Linked DNA regions of Zea mays: region 1 is linked to region 2. A link is a contact called in public Hi-C data. All regions are on one chromosome and are shown on one strand. Each heading gives the region's core, a stretch centred on a gene start, on an enhancer-like site or on the middle of the called end of the contact. The rest is flanking DNA. Distances are from core to core; before and after follow the strand shown. Region 1 holds the start of LOC103654366 (cationic amino acid transporter 6, chloroplastic). Region 2 has its middle 64 kb from the start of LOC103654365.

Evidence for each region. Hi-C and Micro-C count contacts between places; a contact is called where the count stands out from the background.
Region 1: a Hi-C map of tassel shows a contact between it and region 2, with 1.8 times the contacts expected there. The contact joins the promoter of LOC103654366 here to the enhancer-like site in region 2. A contact is called at or near these places in 6 of 25 Hi-C or Micro-C datasets (ear, endosperm, leaf and 2 more) and 1 of 3 datasets of contacts at active chromatin or transcription factors (leaf).

Annotation. Positions count from the first base shown.
Region 1 is chr4:195,685,755-195,692,410 of Zm-B73-REFERENCE-NAM-5.0, forward strand. LOC103654366 (cationic amino acid transporter 6, chloroplastic) reads right to left here and starts at 1,461. Exons shown (of 4, transcript XM_020552784.3): 1 at 888-1,461. The coding sequence starts at 1,308.
Region 2 is chr4:195,590,659-195,596,898 of Zm-B73-REFERENCE-NAM-5.0, forward strand. No RefSeq gene overlaps it. Among protein-coding and RNA genes, the nearest start is that of LOC103654365, 64 kb to the left of the region's middle. Within about 2 kb of position 2,948, at least 10 of the 20 cell types and tissues checked have an H3K27ac peak or open chromatin away from gene starts, as enhancers often do. A contact at or near this core is called in ear and tassel, where this site is marked.

The DNA of each region.
Region 1 (6,656 bases), core at 211-2,710, 94 kb after region 2:
CTCTCTCCAGATTGTTGAAAGGGACCCAGCATTATTTTTTGGATATGGATGTTTGAGTGAGTCACTCATAAAAACTGTTGCGTCACGATCTAACTTTTTTCCCCTCTCTCTCTCTGTTGCTCATCCCGGTGTTTCTGAAATCTCAAGGGACGAAAAATCGGTCTGAAGAAAACTGGGATTCTTTAGATTATATAATAAATTGTAGAGAAACTCTCAAAAGAAAGAAGCAGAAACTGTGTCTATATCTATTATAATCGAACACTCCCAAACCTATAGCAAAACAGATACTACTGTATATCTTTAGCTATGTATCTAGACAAGCGTTTGTCCATGTGCAAAATGCATTTATTATGAATAGTGTAGTAGCAGTAGTATACAGTTTCATAGAGAGAAAATCACTCTAGTTTTTTTTCTCTATCTAAATAAATAAAAAAGAGACATGCATCCATCCAAATAATTAGCAGGGACAGCTCAATCATAATTTAAGGTGGCTTCACTCATACACATGAATACTTGTAGTAGTATAGGAGTAGTTTTTATTTAGCAACTTGATGAGCCGAAAGCAGAGGGCACGTATGCACTTGGCAGATAAGCATCAGATATTCAATGAGAAAAACAACCCATCCTTCTCAACTAACGTATGATCAGTCCATTATACGTCGTCAGTCTCGGTCTCCACTGCCGTGAATCGCACGAACAGGATCGAACCGACAGGAAATCGAGGGGCTATAATAATAATAATAATAATACAAACTCCCAGAAATGCCAAAGCCCAGCCAAGGTTTTTAATTCCGGCGAGTACACTACACGTCGCCGAAGGTCGCCATCGATCTCTTGGCTGCGCAGCGCGGGACTGGCGGCAGCGCTAGCTGAGAGTCGTCACTCACCGAAGGTGACGCGGAGGTAGCTGAAGGCGCCGCCGGCGACGGGCATGTCGACGGCGAACTCGGTGTAGCAGAAGGCGGAGAGCAGCGCGCAGAGGCCGGCAATGGCGTAGGACACGACGAGGCCGGGCCCCGCGTAGATGCGGGCGGCGCGGCCCGTGGTCACGAACACGCCGGCGCCCACCATGCCGCCGAGCCCGAGCCCCACCAGGTCCCACCACCGCAGCGCGCGCGCCATGCGCGGGCCCGACCGCGCGCGCACGCGGCTCATCTCCTCGCGGGGCGCCGTGGCGGCGCACGCGCGCCGCGCCAGGCGCCGCGGCGTCTGCGCCAGCGCGCGCCCGTACGCGCGCAGGCCCGAGAACGACGACGACGACCCGCCGGCGTCCGTGCTGTTCTCAGCCACCAGCGCGGCCTTGTCCATGGCGGCGGTTTCTCCGGGATTCGGGGAAGCGGGAGGGCCGGGACGGAAGGGGGAGCGGCTCACGGGTGGAGAGTGCGGGGAGTGGTCGTCGAGTGGAGGTGGAGGCCGCGGTATTTAAAGAGGCGCGGGGGGCGCGGCGGTCTGCTAGCTACTAGTATTTTCTCGTGGGGCTCTCTCGCTGGAAAGCCCATCGGGTAAATAAAACAGTAGCAATTGGAGACCAGATCTGCATGTATTTCAACATATATTGGTAATTGGCTCCATCTACATATAAGTAGTTTTTATTTGTAATAATATATGTGCACATTGTACTACTAATTGTCAATATCTGTAGCCAAAAACACGCTTGTTTTAATTTGGGACGGTCTCTTTTAAAAACAGGGCGAAAAAAAGGAAAATGTTTAAGTTCTCACGAGACCTTAAGAAAGCATTTTTTTAAACGGCAATGTTGATCATGCTTCCAACTAACCAAGCTGAAACATCTAGTTTTCTCATTGCAAAATTTAAGCTGCAACGTTTTATATGTCGCGCAAGAATCTTAAGGTCTCCAACCACCGTACTTATTTTAAATTTTATTGTCGTGTAAAATAGTATTTTACATAGCCACATGCATGATCTTGTCATAACCTTATAAAATATCTATGGCGGCAACGGTATCCAAATCTCAATCTAAAGGTATTCCCTCTGACTATAAAATAATATAACTATAAAATTTGCTCAAGCCAAATTAGTTTAACTTTACCCAAGTTTCCTTTTAATAGTATCAATATTTATTTCTTCAAGTAAGTTTCATATAAAAATATATTTTATAACTAATTTTATGGTACTTATATTATATTATAAATTTTAGTGTTATATATATATCATTAATAAAATAATGTCATTGGACTAATCGATAATAGAGAATTATATCCTTGTAGACACATAGAGTACTACGGTTGTCGCAAAGCAAATGCAATTCTAGCTCCAACGTAATACCTCTGTTCCAAAACAAATTCAATATATTTATTCTAAGTCAAATAGTCATAAATTTAATCAACTTTATAGTGAATAATATATACGTTTATGTCACTAAAAAGGTATATCTTGATAATTTATTCCATGGTCAAAGTTATTGATATATTTCTCTATCATTTAAGATAGTTTATGTTAGAGAGCACTTTAAACATTAAATTGATTACTAAAGTAACTGCTAAATATACTAGGGATATATTATGTGGCGAAAACCACCATACTTATATAATAGATTAAATCTATATCAAACGCAAAAACGATAGAGGGAAACTCATCCTCGTAGTCAGCGATGGTATTGAGTACGAAGCCATGATGAAGACCATAAAACATTACAGTTATCAAACGTTCTTAGGCCATCTCCATCATATCATCTATCTCATCTTTTATCTTATTCTATATTTAAAACTTCATTATGCAAATAGTGGTATCTACAATTTCGTATACCCTATTTTACATGATCCACTGAAGACAGCCTTACTGGTTATCTTTCACCTCTACTCTCTGTTGGGTACTGAACAATCCACCATACCATAAGAAGAGTGGGCATTTGATATTAATTCTAAATTTATTGCAAGATTAATGGGCTTTGGCCTATGAAAACAAATATTTGGTATAAGTTCTCGAATAAGATTTAATATGATTAAAAATATTGAATTGAGACAAAATCAACGTCTACTCGATGAGATTTATAGATTTACATTTAATAACCTTTTCGTTGAAGTATCAAATACATAATATAGGGTTTGAAAATGTGTCGTTAAAAGAACATCGTCATCTATGTAGTCTCATGTGCAGCACTCGCGCATGAGGATGTAAACATTAAGATCTCAAGTTCTCTAAAAACACATTTTTTTTTTGTCTTTTATCAACTAAATGACTGCCGGATGCCGTCAGGGTTAGAGTGACCAACAAGTGGCCGTTATATAAGGGCATAACAGTTAGACCGAAGCATTTTGTGTACTAAGCTAGGGTCTTAAAAAACTTAGTTTAGTTCAAGCTTAAATCCATAGCCAGTAACACCCCACATAGAGTTTTGGGCCTCGTTTCACATGATCAGATAAATTTTATCTACTAGAGATCCTAACATTTTGCTTTCTACATGAAAAGAATCTCAATCATCAACCTTACTTGCATTTTCTTGGGTCATGTGCGCTGTCCAGATTCTGCAAATCAGTTGGCTCCAAATGCGGTCTAGGATCTATTTCGGCTCACCTTCATGCCCTCTCCAGCAAGGCATGCGGGTTGAGTCAGGACGGACTAGATTTGCCGAGGTCTAAGAAGTTTTTTTGGTTAACAACTAAAATTAGCATGTGAGGCCTGCTATAGATGGTGAAGTTTCTATTAAATCTATACAACTTATTAAGGCTCTAAGGGTAGCCTACCTTTTCTCGTTCTTCCTTCCAATGATCTCAACCGTCCATCCATGACTCTGTTTTCATCGTCCATCGGATGCAACCCTGCAGCAACCAACACCGGATGACGCCCACGCCTCGCGCGAGCACCGGCTCCCCCGATCCATCCCTCCTCCCCACGCCTCTCTCTCACCTGACTGCCCCACTCCGATCCCACCGCCGACGCCCTGGCCCCGCGCAAGCGCCAGCTCCGACCCCGCCGCGTCTCTCATCCCGCCGATCCCTCCTCCCCTTCATCCCAACTCTCCTCCTCGCGCCCTCTCTGACCTAACCACCCTCCATCGCCACACGAGCGCCGCCAGCCTGAGCCCGCCTCTCGACACGAGGACTTCCTAGAGTCATGCCTGGCGCACGCCATCGCACTCACCTCACCACGCCATGGGGGGGAGCAGATAGCGCCTATAAAGGCCGACTCCAGAACTCCAGCTCGCGCGCTGGATCCTAGTGAGCAGCTGAGACCCCGCGTGTGTGCAACTGCAGAAGATGGACGATGAGGCGCTGGATCAAGGAGATGGAGGCGGAGGCCGCCGCGGCCACCTCGTCCAGGTCGAGTATGCCCTCGAGGGTCGTACGCAAGGGCAACACCACTGTCAGCGTCCGCGGCGTCGAGAAGAAGTCCACCCCAAGCTCTAGGACTCCAGGTCGGTACCTCTCCCTCCCTCCCTTCCACCAGATCTCTTGATCCCAGCAAGAATTTTCTTGGACCTATCGGCGAGTTCATCGACTCGTGATCAGAACACGGTAGCAAGAATATATCTTCTGCGATTACGCGCTGATGGCTCTACTCCTTGGCTCCAGGTGTTCCCGGAGCCACAAGCATGCTGTCCCCCGACACAGAGAAGAAGAGGAAGGGCATGTGGATCCAGATCGATGGCGTGCACGAGGTCAATCGGTTGTTGCACCTTGGAGAACGGCGAGCTCGTCGGCGTGCATAAGGTCAATCCATTGCCATGCCTTGTTGTCTGACCAGCGGCAGTGGGCATAGGGCACGCCGTAGGCATAGATCCCCTTCAACAACCGGTCACCTCGGCAGCAAACTTCGGCGGCCACATCGGTATGTCTCTGCTCAACCTTCTGTAAGTTCGTTAGGCTACCTATGCGCAAGTGGTTCATTCCCTTAGTCACTATACGAGGATTGTGAAATGGCTTTTGTCACACTTACGAATGAAAGGGAGGCTCAACAGACATTTACGGGAGGAGTCTGATGTGAGCTAGGTAGCAGAGTGCTCCTAGTCTGTTGACCCACACTTACGAAATACTGAGAACATTGTAGTTGCATGATTAAATTTTTTTTGCTCTGCTTTGCAGTTTGCAAGCACAACTCGATCGCCCCCCTTCGCTTCTCCGAGTTCTTAATAATGGTGCGCGGAGTGCAGTACCACCAGACGGCCGTGGTGCCCCGGGAGTCCATCCTTAAGACCGAGGCGGAGTGGCTCAACTCTATCAAGGCCGACCTTGTGGTACCAATACTATGATCACTGATCGTTACCGGTTTATGTTGTCACTCTTCTGTCTGAACATCTCTACACACCGAGTAGAGCTTAACTGAACCCACTTGAGCAAACACTGGCAGGTTTCAGATGTTGTACCCGTCGTGTGTAGGGCAGCTACAGATGCTGGCATTCGATCCGTGTGCGTCACGAATTTCAGGTAAGCGGCGGTCTTGTTGCTTCTTTGTTTCCGCGTGTCGTTAAGAGCATGGAGGAATGCTGATAAACACTAGAATACGCTATAGTCTAGTATATTTAATTTTGATTCGTCAGGTAAGTGTCTGGGCGATCTGCCTGTAGTTACTACAGGCAACATGTAAATTTGGGGATCGGATCCCCTGACGTCGAAGTCACCTGACGCACCTATATTTTCTGCAGCTGGGACTTCACTTATGCAGAGTACGTTGTAGCTACTGGACATCATCATCGCTCAATTGTGTGGCAGGTACCTTACTCACATAGTTCATGAATTGTGACACCTACGTAAGATGGTCGGGCTGGTGGGGTGTAAAGCAGCACAAATGATAAAATTTAGATCCAAGCTTCTCTCCGGGAGCAAATTTAAAAACGCATGGGTTAAAAGGCACACTTTTTGAGTAGTGAATCTGAGTTATACATGTAATCACCTAATGCGCTTTCCGCGAGATGCACATGGTCACATACATGTGTTCTGCCCTTCTGGGTGCTCAATGGCCAACCTTCCGGTGTTTCACGGCTTGTGTGTGAGAAGTATCTTCTTAGTGCAATGCAGCTGAAGTTGTTTTCTCCCTCTGTAGGTTTTTTTATAGTTAAAGCAAGATTGCTGGCTACAATTGCCTAACCTTGCTAAATTCCAACATTCATGAACATAGAAGTTTTTTTGGAAGAAAGAATTGCAGATAGTTCTTGTTTAGCATCTGGTTTGTTCGATAATGTCCCTTTGATTATAGTGCAGCTTTAGCCCATTCATTTGAGCATGGTGGATCTGTTTCTCTGGCAACATGACAGTATGCAACAACATCCAAAATGTTGATAAAATTCATAAATTATTGCTTGTTGAAAATATCCACAGAGAGTGTCAGTGATGCTGGGTTCCACGATCAAGAATATGCAAATGTGAGACTTGGATTTGGAGTGCCACTGCACTGCAACATGCAAATATCTTAGTTGAAGATTGCTTGGGCGCACACTTCCTTGTGTGGAGTTTCTGTTTTTTAATTACGAAGGATGTGCTTGGAACATTAGCTATATTTTTGCACTAAACAGAACTACTACCGATGTATAGAAGTAATCTACATAATGTGTTAGGTTTCCAATGTTGCATATATAGAGGTGTGATGTGAGCTGGCTGGGCCACTTGCACTTCTATTCATTTGGGTGTTGCTGCTGCTTTTGCTTTTTTTGGTTGATAGAGAATGTCAATTAGCTAGGAATTCAGAATTTGCCTTGTTTT
Region 2 (6,240 bases), core at 1,698-4,197:
AGGTGACGAAGAACAAGCCTGCTAATGAGGATGAGGAAGACAATGAAGAATATTGTGCTTCTGAAGACAAGGAATTGGATGAGGAGGATCAAATATTTGACCAAATACAAGGTGAAAACTCACCAATATCTATAAAGCACTTTGTTGAAGCTTCACACTCCAAACATGATGATTTTGTAATGATCTCGTTCATTTCATACATTTTCTACCTTTATTTTCATAAACCTTAAAAACATTGAACTAAATTATTCTTAATCATTTGCGGCAGGTTGGAAAAGATGTCATATTATATGCTATGTTGAGATCTGACATGCCTGTAGCTAAAGGGACAATTGTTTCAATTAAACTAAGCACCACAGTTGGAGATCAGGCCCTTGGAAGGCAATATTGTGAAGTTATTGTAACTTATGTGCTGAAACAAGATACAATTTTGCCTCGTCCTTGTGCCAAAGTGGAAACTATGGTCGATGCTTACATGATGTCAGTTGCATGGTCGTACAAGAAAGTAATAGTCTATATCTTATCTTGTTTATGTTTAAATTTATATGAGTTATCATTCACTAATGAGTAACCTTGATTGCATTAGCTGAAGTTGGTAGATAAGACAACATTACCATTTAGTGGAGGTAGATAAGACAACAAAATTGTATTTTTATTTGCAAATGTAGAAACAATATACTAATTTGTTGTTATTTTTCTAGAGAGTTCTAGACAAAGAAAGCTTGTGTCTTAAAATAGGAGGATAAAGCTAGCGGAGGTAGATAAGAAGCTAGAGTTGTTGTGTGAAGGCTTTAGAACTGCTTGAAACATTAGTGCAGCTATGGTGCTTTTGTGATTGATCAGCTTTGGAGCAGCTGGAGTGATGTAGTTGTGGGCTCTTGAACTATAGCTAGAGTGATGTGAAGTATTAGTGTAGTTGTGGGCTTTTGAACTGCTTGAAGCTAGAGTGATGTCGATGTGGTGCTTTTGTGACTGATCAACGCTAGAGCTTTTGTGAATGATCTAGCTAGCTATCTGTAAAATGATCTAGTTGTGAATGATATTATAACGGTGGTGCTTTTGTGAATATCTAATTGTGGTGCTTTTGTGTTTATATGATGGATCTAAGATTGTGGTATACTGATTAATTGTGTATGTCTTTGTGATTATGTGTATAAAAATCTGTGATTTGTGATGCTTTTGTATATATAATTAATTGTATATTATTATTAATAACAATTGTAAACAGAGCGATTTTTTGTTGGTTGCTAAATGTATAGTATGATGACTTACGGTTGGTTGCTAAATTTACAATACAACAACCCACCATTGGTAGCTAATATACAACATCAGCAACATATGGTCGATCGCTAAAAATATGTTGGTCGTTAAAGCATTTAACGATGACACTTACCGCGACCATCCTTATGGGTCGCTAAAGGTTTTTAGCGACAACCGTAGATCGCTGAAGGCGCTTTTAGCAACCAACCGTAGGTCGCTGTAACTGAACCCGTCTTTTTTGCATTTTAGTCCTTTTGGGGTTTTATTTTCACAAATACGCCCTTTTCAGTTTCATTTCAAAAAAAATGGACCCTCACATCGGCGCCATCACTATTGGCGTCGAGCTACAACGTGTGGGCGCCAATTAGTTTGGCGTGTACATATAAGAGACGACATCTATGTGGATCTGACGTGGCAGCACCTCGGCCCCGTGGATCTCGGCGTCGACCTCCATGTATATAAATATACCTCTCCGACCGTCGGTTTTTTGATTTTTGGATGATAGCAATCATTTTATCAATGATTCTTCTTCATACTTAGTTTATTTGGTTTATGAATTTGTGTTCTGTTGTTGGTGACCTAAATTGTAACTTGGATATTTGATGATCTTATACCTGTTAAAATTTACAACTTAGTATTTGATTTACATCAGGTCAGCCACGGAGATATCTCCTTCAAAGTGGTTGAAGTGTTTTTGTGAGCGCCAAACGTCTTGTCGCGGGAGATGCACGTCATATTTCTTAGGTGTCATATTATGCTGTGATTAGCAGTTAATGTCAGGCACCAAACCACTATCCCATCTTCAGTCATATCAAGCCACAATATACATCTTGGTGTTCCTACAACAGCATGGCATGCAAGGAATTATGAGCTTGGTTAAACTATTTATGTTTCTGTGTTCACTTTTAGTTGCAGGGCTATTGCAGTCCGTTACTTAATTGGTGCATGATTCCCTTGTTTATTATAAAAGGATGTTTTTAGATCAATGGATAACGAATTGCACGTTTGAGCTAAGTTATTTACACTCATCCTTGCAGGACCAGTCTAGCTAAATTTGTGGTCTCACGAGTAGGCTGACCTGATGTAAATCAAATGCTAAGTTGTAAATTTTAACAGGTATAAGATCATCAACTATCATGTTACAATTTAGGTCACCAACAACAGAACACAAATTCATAAACCAAATAAACTAAGTATGAAGAAGAATCATTGATAAAATGACTGATATCATCCAAAAATAAAAAAACCGACGACCGGAGTGGTATATTTATATACATTGAGGTCGGCGCCGAGATCCATGGCGTTGACCTTGGCGCCGAGATCCACGGCGCCGAGATGCTGCCACATCAGATCCACGTAGGCGTCAGCTCTTAAATGTACACGCCAAACTAATTGGCGCCGACATGTTGTAGCTTGGCGCCAATAGTGATGGCGCCGAGGTGAGGGTCTATTTTTTGAAATGAAACTTAAAAACGCGTATTTATAAAAATAAAACTTAAAAAAGGCTAAAATGTAAAAAAGACGGTAACTGAACCGTCGTGTAATGTTTTTTTGTTTGATGGCATAGGCTGAGAGGCGGCTACGCCCACGTGCCTGAGCGTGCGAGGAGCCGCGCTCGTGTGCCTGTGTTGGGCAGAGGCGAGGCAGTGGTACCCGTGTACCTGTGCGCGAGGGATCAACACCCGCACGCCACTGCTGGGCAGCGTCGAGGCGGCGACTGCGCCTGCGCGCTGTGGTGCTGCTGCCCAGTGGTCGCACACCCGCGTGCGGCTTGGGTGGCTGCGCCCAGCGTGCCGTCACGCTAAGACTGTCTCCAGCAACGTCCTCTATATACATCCTCTATATCCGTCCTTTACAGTCTTCTCTAAAAGATTCTACCCCCTATATCTATTTTCTCTCCAACAACGTCCTCTAAATCACGTCCCCTATATGTAAATACCTATATTAAAGACATTTTTATTTTTAAATTTTTGTACATACGTGTTTGTCATACTCTCAAATGTATTGTACATATTTTAGTTTTACTAAAACGGTTGTTTAAAGTATTCAAATAGATAGAGAACCGTTTAGAGGAACTCTATACATAGAGGATCCAGCAGCGTCCTCTAAATTTAGAGGACCGTTTAGAGGACGTTGTTGGAGGGGTAGAGGACGTCCTCATCCTCTAAATTTAGGGTACAGAAGCATTTAGAGCTCCTTGTTGGAGCTAGTCTAAGGCTGCAAGGCAGCGGCGGCTACGCGCCCGCATGCAGGGGCGGCGAGGCAGCGGCAGGTCACCAGAGCACCCATGTGCCCGCACGATGAGGCTGCTGCTATTGCTCGCTCGCGCGCCCACGGGCGGGAACAGCGAGGTTGCAGCCCCCGCTCGCTGGAGCAGCGAGGAGGCAGTGACTGCGCGCCTACTTCATGCTAGTGCGTCGACAACGCCTACGCTAGCGGTGCTACTGTTATTGTTTGTTTTTTTTATGTTCTTTGGATGATGCAGTAAAATAAAGTGTGCATCACACATGATTGATGGTCATGTGTGTCGGCGACTTCAAGTCAGCAACAAGTACGTGTACATCTCATCGGCTTCATGTCGACGATAAAATCTGCCAGGGGATATGTCCGTTTTGATATATAAATGTCTCTATGATTTATATGCTTCAATATAAAATAGAGAATGTAACTTTATAAGAGAGTGCTAATATTCCAATGCACAATGCACAAAATACATAGGTTAGGTACCTTTCTCACCACCTTTTGCTCGATCTACTTAGTAGACCCACGTGCGCGATAACTCTTTGCTACCGGGCGCAGTAGAAAGGCTCATTAACTGAATAACAATAGAACTTAAGGAGACGAGAGTCTGGAGAGATGTTGATGCTTTATTTCTGTAGGTTTGCTACTGTCCAAAAGTTAAAGTTACATCCTCTCTATTTATACAGAAAAGATAGAGTTTCAGACAAATAGTCCACATTGGGCCTAGCTTCCATGCCAAGAAGGTTTTGTCAACAATCTGATCCCACCCCATTGGCCATTGCATGCACCGGGCGGCTACCCGGCTAGCTAATCGATCGATCACATCGCATCACATCGTATCTTGACTTGACGTCCACCAGTAATGAATGACTCTATAGTCTATACTGCGGCAGACCAGAACCAGACGGACGTGGTTGACTTGTTGCATGCTGCCCGTCACTCTCCCGGCCGCCTTCACGTCAACTTGCAGCGAGGTGACGGAGGAGGTGAGGAATGGAGGAGGGATGTGGAAGGCGAGAGACGGAGTTCTCTCTCTTCTCCAATCTCCACCCACAGCCGCCCCGCGCATCTAGAGCTCTACCACTCTACCAGTGGTGGATTGGATGGGCGGCCACTGCTTCGATGGTCATGTCATGTCGCATCTGCAGGAGATCTCATTCATTATATTCCCAGCCTTTTACGTACTTACGGGTACTTTCGACCTCGGGCACTGACTGCTGGCTCCGAGAGGAGACTGCTAGCTAGCTGGTCGATCTCCGGCCGCGTCGTGGATCGTCCGCGCACTGATCTTGGGATACTACAGTCCACACCTTCTTCTGTTCTGCCGTCTGTTCTTGGTGAACCCTCTGCGTCCTGATCATGCATGCATTGGCCACAATCTTCACAAGATTAGCATGCATGCATGACACACCACTCTGGATATGAAAATGCTCATCTCCATCATCATGACGTACACAACGGGGGGAGCCAAGCATTGGCCGCCAGTAAAAGGTGCGGCCGGACAGGGGCCACGGCCACCACCACCACCACCAGCCAGCTCGATCGACGACGCTTGCGTCTTCGCGACCGTGCGTGCTCTCCGTCGGGCGTCGGCCGAATGGACGTCCCTGTCCACGGAGCCGCCGCCGCCGGGGCGCGTGCGTGCGTGCGTGCGCCACGGCGGGGCGGGCAGCGACGTGCCGACGTCTGCGGCAGCCACCGCGCGCGCGGGTGCCGCGCCGATGCATAATCGTGGGCTTTCGCTAGCTCGGGTTGGATGATCAGCGGGTGTACGTGATCGATCGATCTTGTTGGTGCGCGCGCACGCAGCATGCATGGCGCTTTTCGCTTATCTGAGAGGCATCTTGATGGCGACGTAATTTCAGGTCAAGGTTATATCTCTCGTCCCCAGCACAGCTAGCGGCAGCGGACATGCAGTCCGGGGGTGCTGCTGGCCTGCTGAGCAATACAAAGCCAAATGCGCTAGGCCTCATAGACGACACAAATTAATCACTACCAGAATTCAATCCTGTACCGAGTACCAAATATTTTGTGGAATGTTTTTTTGCACTCGACAAAGAATCTTTTTACCGTGTGTCAAGCAAAAAAACACCTTGTAAAAGAAAACATTCGGCAAATAAGCTTTTTGCCGAGTGTTTTATTTTTGACACTCGACAAAAAGTTTCTTTGCCGAGTGTTTTTTCTAACACTTGGCAAATAGTTTCTTTGTCGAGTGTCAAATATATAACACTCGGCAAAGAGTTTCTTTGCCGAGTGCTTTTTTCAACACTAGGCAAAGACAATTTAAAAATTACATTTTAAAACAGTAAATTATTTTAAATGAAAAAGGTTTCAATTACAAATTTGTATAACTTATCATGATGTATAATTTATATTTTGAACATTTCTTCATATGACAAATAAAAGTAAATTTGTTCATAAAACCTATATCTCTCGTAGTTTATGAAACTATAAAAGAGATGTATAAGATTTATGCATATTGTTAGAACCATCATGTGAGATGAACAAATGATCAAACAACCAAAATAAACTTTGTAGATCTTGATAAGTTATAGAATTTTGTAGTTGACCATTTTTTTCATTTGAAGTCATCTTGTCAACTAAAACTACGTCTAAATTTAAAAAATTTAAAATTTGAATTTTGAAAACGACCTCGAAAGAAAAAACCAACATGAAAGTCGTAGGTATTGAAGAGTTATGAAACTTTGTAGTTGACAATGTTTTGGTTTGAAATCATCT